Linked DNA regions of Hordeum vulgare: all the other regions are linked to region 3. Evidence: chromatin contacts called from public Hi-C data. All regions are on one chromosome and are shown on one strand. Each heading gives the region's core, a stretch centred on a gene start, on an enhancer-like site or on the middle of the called end of the contact. The rest is flanking DNA. Distances are from core to core; before and after follow the strand shown. Region 1 holds the start of LOC123444515 (subtilisin-like protease SBT2.2). Region 2 has its middle 3.0 kb from the start of TRNAR-CCG. Region 3 holds the start of LOC123444514 (lipoyl synthase, chloroplastic).

Region 1 (2,855 bases), core at 65-2,564, 230 kb before region 3:
TCGTCAGAAAATATACTATTTTTAGCCAAAACCTGTTGAAGAATGACACTTCATTGTAGCACGCAACAAGTAGACGAAAGTAGAGACCGGAAGAATTAAGTTATGTCAATCCAAAAAGGAAAGACATTCTAAAATCAAAATTTTAGATATTCTATGGGTACTTTCAAGTTGTTGTTAATAAATGTACTGGCTAGTAAATAAGTACTACATACAGTAGGAGTATGTTAAGATGACTGCACTAGCCAATTGTCAAAACAAAACAAAAAGGTGCACGGTTTCCTAAGAAAAAAGGGTTTCCAGCTGTCTCTCTCTCTCTCTCTCTCTCTCTCTCTCTCTATATATATATATATATATATATATATATATATATATATCTTGGGAGTAAAGTGTAAAGGTGACTTCGGTTAATTACTGTACTGATAAATAACCTGCAATTTTCACCTTAGAGAAACTAAGTGGGCCTGATCAAATATATGGTTGAGAATAATCAGTTCATACATTGATGCAAATGAGGGTAAAAAAATGAATTTCAACTAGTAGTAATTACATACAATGTAAACATAGTAGTCGGCTGATTAAGAAATACGGCTGCAGTGACATCCCAATCACCTGAATAATACTAGCATAATCAAATTTGGCCAAAACTGCCCCTGATTAGTAAAGTGCTATTTTCTCGGGGGAATCAGTTTTTCTAAGAGCAAACTGCGGAATCGAAGAGGCGAAAATCACAGGAAAAAAAGTGAGGGGGGGATTGATTGACACTATATAGACGCACGAGAACTGGGGAACTTTTCGGCAAGAGAGACGCCCACCTCGGCTTCCTGAGGATGCTGGTGGCCGGGTTATCCCCTCCGCCGCCGCCGCCGCCGGCGGCAACGCTGCTGCTCCCAACCCTCTCCGGGTCGAGGCGCTTGTGGGACACCGCCGCCTGCTGCATGGTCACAATGTACACCGCGGTGCCCTCCTCGGAGCCGCCGCGTGCGCCGGCCAGCAGCGCCACCGCAAGAACCGCCGCCCACAGGAGGGGGGCAGCCCGCTGCTCCCTCCGCGCCACCCCCATTGCCTCAGAGCGCGCCTCGCCGCCCCGAAGCTCCAGAGGGGGAGGGGCGGCAGGAATCCCCGAGGAAGATTAGCTGCACCCGTCGCCCATGGGAGCAGGAGGACTGGTGGTGTTGCACGCGGCGGAATAATGGCGAGGGGCGAGCGAGGCGTGCGCTTTTAAGCCGTGTGCCCGAGTCAAGCGTGGGGAGTGGAGGAGGGGGAGGGGAGCACGCAATAAAGAAGTGACCACTGCAGCGGCCAAAGCACTCCTCGCCTGCTGCTGCTGCGGTGCTGCCGCCGCTTTGGCGTGGGCGCCTCCACCTTGTTGGTCTTTTGTTGCTGTGCGCCGGTGCCTCCTGGTCCTGACTCCTGGGGTGTATTCTGTATTGTGCTGTAATTTGGTGGTGTATTGGAGTATCATGATACTACTACAGTATGCTTGTGTGAAAGGGGTGGAAGGTGGTGGCTACAGTAATAACAGGATCAGCTTTCCGGGAAGGAAGAAAGAGAGATGATGTATACTACGTACGTACGTACGTACGATGAAAATGCGTACTGGTACGATCTTTGGGGAGGGGACACCTCATATTTCGAGGAAGGAAACTTGGGGGAGGGGACACCTCGGATTTCTACAGCCTCGGGAATTGCGCAGTGATTTCCAGCTGTTCGCCCGCCGGCTTTGCACCACGTCTACATTTTCACCGTAGAGCAAAGGAACTCGCACAAAAAACGGTGAAAAGAAGCTTCCGGTGCCAGTTTTTTTTCTCAGGAAAAAAATAACTTTCCTCCTCCGATTTCTGTTAGCACATATTCAAGTCGGACCCATAAGTCACCCGCATCCGTCCGGACTGTGGGAGCCATCCAATGCGAGATAGTCCGGACATGATTTTTTTCACAAACCGGAAAAAGCGGGGCATGTTTGCGCGAATTCGGACACGAAAAATGTCATCATCCGTCATCCCTGGCCCATCCAAAATCCTTCATGGACCATGTGACCCAATCCTCCTCATTTTTCTCCATTTTTTCTCTTGCCTTCGTTATCGCTCCACCACGCCACACCCCTACCGGAATTCCGCGTCTCTATCACCCTCCGGCGCTCTAGCGGGCTCCTAGTCGGTTCTCCTCCGTCTCCGTTCAGCTCATGTCCTCTGACCGCCCCGCCAGGTACCATCCTCTACTGGTATTCTCATAATGCTCGGCAATTGTTTGATGAATCGCTGGAGCTGAAAATAGTTGTCCCTTCTTCTTTCTACCGATGGATTTCGATTTGAGGTACATATACGAGCATTATGTTGAGTCGTCGAACGAGGAGGACTACTCCTCCCATGAGACGGCGATGATGCACGTGGTCCTTGAAACGCAGAGCGTGCGGAGGAGCATGTTCTCAATTTCAAGGGCTCGATCAAGGGTCATCGAGTGCTCAACCGCAACAGCACGCGGGGGCATTTGACACTAATGGTCGACTACTTTGCCCTCGATGCACTATTCGTTGACCATTTTCGCTGGTGTTTTTGGATGTGCATCATTGTCTTCGATCGTTTGTACCATGGTGTCCAATCATACGATGACCACTTCATTCTGAAGAAGGGCGTCGTAGGAACGATTGGCTTCTCTGGTTACCAGAAGTGCACGGTCGCACTCCGGATGCTTGCATATAGCACGACCGCTGATTCGTGGGACGAATACCTACGGATGTTTGAGAGCACGTGCGAAGGTGTCATGGTCATATTTGCCACTGCTATGGTCGAGGTGTGCCGACCTCGGTACCTGAGAGAACCAACTGTGGCAGACAGCGAGAGGCTCTTGGCAATCTC
Region 2 (2,951 bases), core at 441-2,940, 200 kb after region 3:
TGCATTCTCGTGCTCATACATATGTTGTTTCCTAGGTGGCAGTGGTGGTCACTATGTATCACAAAACGGAGAAGAAGTCGTTTGCTTTTAGCCATTTGTGGATTTTATTGAACGAAGTGCCAAAGTGAACACAACTTGTGTCCGATCTCAAGGCTGACAAGAACAGAAATGATGACTCAAGTTCACACGAGTCAATTGGGTTGGACAATGAGGAGGACAACATCATCGTCGAGAATGGAAAAGCCACTGTGCCGAAGAGTAACCGGCAAGTCATGGGAAAAAAGTGGGAGAAGGCAAGGGCATCCCGTGACGCCGCGACTACAAAAATATCGTCCATATGGAGGGGCATTTTTCGATGAAGGAGAACAAGAAACATGAGAGGTACAAACTCATGTTGGATGCGCGGAAAGAGAGGATGAACTGGAACCAGACGAGGGCGGAGAAGAAGCTGGAAATTGAAAGGGGTAAAATCGATTTGGAAAAGCAAGAGGCGATGATCAAATGAGAGTTCAAGAAGGCCAATACATTTGAAGAGATTGAGCTTGAAAAGAAGAGGTTGCAATTGACACGGGACACGAAGGATGCCAAAGATCATGTTGGCGGACGACACCCTCTTAGATGAGCATGCAAAGAAGTGAATTGCGGACAAGAAAAAGGAAATCAACGAGCGTAGGAAGTACGAAGTACGAGGCGGCGAGGGCGGCAGCGAAGCATTCGGCGAGGATGAAGACGGAGCATGCAGCAAGGATGCAGGCTGAGACTGCGTCAAGGATGCGGGCAAAGCAGGACACATGGACGACGTCCGACGAGTGATCCGGCCAAGGCATTCTGTATGCTCGGACACTGATTTTATATTATCATGTTTGAATTGTTGAACTATGATTACTTTACTTTCTTTTAAACTGACGAATGAGACAATCTGTATTATATGATCAACGTGCATAAACTGCATAAATTTGAGGATCAGCGTTTCACGTATGTTGATGTTTGGCTGCCCATATGATGAGCCTGCGGGCTCTGTTTGCGAAAGCGTTCGGACGCCCCCACATGCGTATAGGGAAACGGACTTGTGAAGTACGGTCATAGATGATCTAACTAAGCTGATGGTAAAACTGCACGTGTGACTCTTGCAAGTGTACATTGATATCCTGCCAAAGGAGCGATACGTAGATGAGCCAAGGGACTGATATGGATTATATAAAGAGTGATTTTTCAACATCTTTACACACCGCACATACTTGGCCAGAGTTGGTTGGTTTCAAAGAAGCTTGATTAGATGGAGCGGCTTGGTTTACGAGCTACCGGTGGAAGTCGCGTACGTCTCGATGGAAGCTTGCGAGCAGGATAGGGTAACCTATTTTCCCCTTAAAAAACAAGGATAACACCTTTTTCTCAAAAGAAGAAGTGGCGGGACAGCATCTGCAGGAGCCACCTTAGATCTCACCCATGCATCGCGCGTCTCTCCCCCTCCGTCTAGACCAAAGCAAAACCGCGTTGGTGTGACACGCATCGTGAGCGAGCAAGGAGTGCGGGAAAAAGGCCGGCCGAAAGGGGTGAGCAGTGCACAGGTAGGCAGGCAGATGAGATGGTTGTGCGTTTCCTTCTGGTTTTGGACAAGGCACGCACGCACGTCCTTTTCCTCCTCCTCTCTCCCGTCCCTTTCCGCGGTAGCTGCAGCGGCTGTATCTGCCGTCGTTCGCGGCCATCACCCCGTGTCGTCTTCGCTGCGCGCTCGCCGGACGCGGTGCGATCTGGCCTGATCCGATCCCACCGAGCTGCCGCTAAGGCTTGTTTGTTCGTTTCTTTCCCGTTCCCGTTTCGTAGCGCTTGTAAAACAACTCCATCGGGTAAACGGACCCCCACCCTAAAAAATTGCTCGATGAATGTTTCTTCGTGTTCTAGTATCTACCAGCTGGGTTTTGTTTACGATTATTACCCACGGCCACGAGGATGCACGTTGCTGGTTCGCGCATTGGATCCCAGGAAACCCGAACCCACACGCACATGGTGGCTGTACAAATAAAAAACGCACTTCCTCCCGCATTGATCGGGGCGTGCGGCACATCATGGCCACGGTAGGGCGAGTCCGTACGCTGCAACCGAGAAGAAGCAGCGATGGATAACACCAGGCGGATCGTACGAAAGCAAACAAGTTGGCACCGGCCCGAGCTTAACCGGAACGCAATCCTTTCATCGCGATCCAAAAGTCTTGTGCCTGGCCGCTTGTTATACAATACTAACCCGCCGCCCCACCGGGCGTTGCTTTTGCTTCACACGGAACAAAGCGGAACGCGCAGCGAGGAAAAGGGGGCTCGCTCGTCCACGCCAGCGGCAGCGTTGGCGTGCCGGCGTCCGCGTCGGTTGCGTCACGCACGCATGGCACGCGGCCACGCTCAGATCCCAGCCCACGACGGTCGCCGGCCGGCCGCCCACCCGTGTCTCCGGCCGCGGCGTGGACGGAGGGAACTGCGGGCACGCCATGCCTACCTAATTACCCGGGACCGACCGGGTCTGGCGGTGGTCGGTCGCGCGTCAACGGGGCGGCCGGTGGTGGGTCGAACGGGATGGCCGGGAAAGGCAAGGAAGGGCGTGGCATCGTCTTTCTTTCGGGAAAGGGAAGTGGACGCCGCTCCGCTCGGCACGCGTCGCCTGCCGGTCGTCGCACGTGAGGCGTCGACGTCGAGACGGGACGGCGCTCGCGAGCGCCGCGTGGCCGGCCGGCGGCACGTGGGGGGCGGAGGGGAGGGCGTGGGGATGGATGGATGGATGGATCATGGATGGATGGGCGTGCGCCGGGCGGCGGGCTCGTGCGGTCGTGCTCGCGGCGTGGATGGACGCGGGCGGATGGGCGGTGGGTTCGCTCGCTTTCGCGGCCACGTTTGCTGCGGGGTCGAGGTGTTGGTTGCGACCGTTGCTCTTTGCTGAGGGCCAGTTCCACGAGAGCCTCTAGC
Region 3 (2,887 bases), core at 330-2,829:
ACTGCGCCCCGCAAAAGCAGCAGATTTCGTTAAGCCCGACACCAAAAGCAAACACTTGTTTGGTTGGGGGTAATTAGAGTCAGAGATTGGGAATTAAAGGGGTATGAGACTTCAAATCTACTGTTTGGTTAGGGGGATTGAGAGTTTATAAAGGAATAGGCATGAGACTCCAACTCCCACCGTTTTATTAACAGGGGAGGGGATGGGAGTTGGGAGGGAATCTTCTATTCTTAAATAACTAGAACCCACCACCCAATTTTTCTCTCCATGCAACAATGCCATATTATCAAATCATGCATGTAATCATAAGTTACTTTTTTCATTCATCTTTTCATGCAAAACATACCCTCATGCATGATTTTTTTTCTAGTTAATTAAGCAAAACATTTTTATAATGGTTTTTTTGCATTAACATTAGTTTTCTAACATTCATCCATATATTTTTTAACAAGTTTTCCGCAGCAACGCGGGGCATCGTCTAGTTGTTTTAGTGGGTCAATCTTAACCCTTCATCATAGCTTATGTTCACTTCCCTGATCTAGTCCCGCCTCAATTCCCATGAACCAAACAAGGAAATACCAATTCTCCTCTTATTCTCACATATCACTACTATCATGCGCCAAACAAAGGTTTTGGAATAAAACGACTTATCCCATGTCTAATTTCAATACAACTCCCTAGGCTAAACTCCCATTCCCCTTCCCAAATATTGCCAAACGCGCCGTTGCTACTGTCTCGCAGGAATTCCTCGTGCCGATCGTGCAGTATTATGCTAGGCAAGCAAGATTGGATCACACGAGCGAAGCATTGCTGCGGAGGGAGGTGTGTACCCGTGCGTGTGGAATAGTACCTCGCCGATGTTGGGGCACTGGGCCTCGACGCAGACGGTGTTGAGCTTGAGCTCGCCGAGCGACTCCCGCATCCGCGCGTACTTCTCCCCGTGCGCCGCCCTCTGCCTCAGCCACGCCGGCTTCTTCACCTCCGGGTCCCTCCCGGTGTACGGCCCGGTCCTGGAGACGGACGCCGGCGGCGCAGCCTCGGCGCGGCACCGGACCGAGCCGGACCGACCGCGGTGGCTCGCGCAGCCGGGCCGGATCGGCGGGCCCACCTGCCTCGCGAGCGAGCTGTTCATCGTGGCCGGCGAATCGGACAGGCGACGGACTGCACAAGATTTTGCGCGTTCCAGTTTTGTCCCTCGGAGTGGGCGGCCAACCTCTCACAGACCACGAGATGTCTGCAGAGAGAGTGGAGGGTAGAAGAGGTATTTTCTTGGTACGCTGCCGATGAACGCAAGGGAGCGACGCCCAAACGATCAGATACGTCCATACGTGTGATCTGACGGTTGAGGAGCTCAAATTGCAGCGAGAGCTCGTCGGTGGGCTGGTGGCTCAAAATCTCTAGATCTGGAGCACGCCGGTGGGGGACGACCGCGAGGATCTGGAGGCCTGCAGCTGGCGGCGGCTGATGTTGGACGGCGGGGCGGAGCAGAGCCCGGGTGCAGGGCGTTGGCTGGTGCTGGGGAAGCGGTGGCGGCCGGTGCTGAGGGCAACGGCGCAAAAGGACGACTCGGAGGCACTGTGATAGAGGCAAGGGTCCTCATCTTTTGATAAGATGATAACTATCGATTTAATAAAGACGACTTTGACGATTCAATTATAAATGTACATGACGTTGTGCTTTAGCAATTGCTAAACCAATCTTTAAAAAATTATTAACCAAGTTGAATGATGTAATATATTCACTGATGGTTACAATTACACAAAGCATGCCTTTATATACACGAGGAGGAGAGACTACCCATGGGAGTCGGCACGCAGGCCTTGTGGGCATCTATGATCCTATATTCTAGGCATGCACAACCGAAGCCGTTACAACAGTTTAACACCCCCCCTCAGCCGGAACTCCATGACCGTGGATGTTGAGGCTGGTTCTGAACTCGTTGAACGCCAGCGATGGCAAGCCTTTGGTGAAGACATCGACGAACTGCGAGGTTGATGGAACGTGGAGAACGCGAACGTCTCCCATGGCAACCCGATCACGTACAAAGTGAAAATCAATCTCGATATGTTTGGTACGTTGATGTTGTACAGGGTTGCAGGCGAGGTAGGATGCGCTGATGTTGGCACAATAAACCACGGTTGCACGGGTGGGAGGATGTTGTAGTTCGGCTAGGAGCTGCCGTAACCAGCAAGACTCGGCGACGCAGTTGGCGACGCCCCTGTATTCGGCCTCGGCGCTGGATCGTGAGATGGTGGCTTGGTGTTTAGAAGACCAAGAGATGAGGTTCGACCCAAGAAAAACGCAGAACCCCGATGTGGACTTGCGAGTGTTGGGGCACCCGGCCCAATCGGCGTCGGTGTAGGCTACCAAGTCCAGGGATGTGGATCGGTAGAACTGCAAACCATAGTGGGACGTACCTTGCAGGTAGCGTAGGATGCGTTTGATGAGTTGCATGTGTGTGTCCCTCGGTTCATGCATGAACAAGCATACCTGTTGCACAGCGTAGGAGATGTCGGGTCGTGTGAGGGTTAGATATTGGAGAGCCCCGGCCAGACTCCGGTAATGTGTTGGGTTGGAGAGAAGGCGACCGTGTGTAAGGGACATCTTAGAGCTGGTGTCAACAGGTGTTGGTACGGGCTTGCAGTTGAGCATGTCGGCACGCTCAAGGATCTCGAGCGTGTATTGTTGCTGGCTCAGGAAGAGATCAGACTTGGTGGACGTCACATTGATGCCAAGAAAGTGGTGGAGAGGACCCATGTCCGTCATGGCGAACTCGTTCTTGAGTGAGGAGATGATGGTGTGAAGCGTGGTAGTGGAGTTGGCGGTGAGGATGATATCATCGACATAAACTTGCAAGTAAGCAAGTGTGGTACCACGATGGAGAATG

The links. A called contact is a pair of places that touch in the nucleus more often than the background predicts.
Region 1: a contact with region 3 is called in a Hi-C map of leaf, with 8 times the contacts expected there. The contact joins the promoter of LOC123444515 here to the promoter of LOC123444514 in region 3. A contact is called at or near these places in 3 of 6 Hi-C or Micro-C datasets (leaf and seedling) and 1 of 1 datasets of contacts at active chromatin or transcription factors (embryo).
Region 2: a contact with region 3 is called in a Hi-C map of seedling, with 5 times the contacts expected there. The contact joins the enhancer-like site here to the promoter of LOC123444514 in region 3. A contact is called at or near these places in 2 of 6 Hi-C or Micro-C datasets (leaf and seedling).

Annotation. Positions count from the first base shown.
Region 1 is chr3H:502,067,816-502,070,670 of MorexV3_pseudomolecules_assembly, reverse strand. LOC123444515 (subtilisin-like protease SBT2.2) reads right to left here and starts at 1,314. Exons shown (of 10, transcript XM_045121248.1): 1 at 813-1,314. The coding sequence starts at 1,060.
Region 2 is chr3H:501,640,785-501,643,735 of MorexV3_pseudomolecules_assembly, reverse strand. No RefSeq gene overlaps it. Among protein-coding and RNA genes, the nearest start is that of TRNAR-CCG, 3.0 kb to the right of the region's middle. Within about 2 kb of position 1,690, at least 3 of the 3 cell types and tissues checked have open chromatin away from gene starts, as enhancers often do. A contact at or near this core is called in leaf and seedling, where this site is marked.
Region 3 is chr3H:501,841,447-501,844,333 of MorexV3_pseudomolecules_assembly, reverse strand. LOC123444514 (lipoyl synthase, chloroplastic) reads right to left here and starts at 1,579. Exons shown (of 7, transcript XM_045121247.1): 1 at 851-1,579; 2 at 1. The coding sequence starts at 1,132.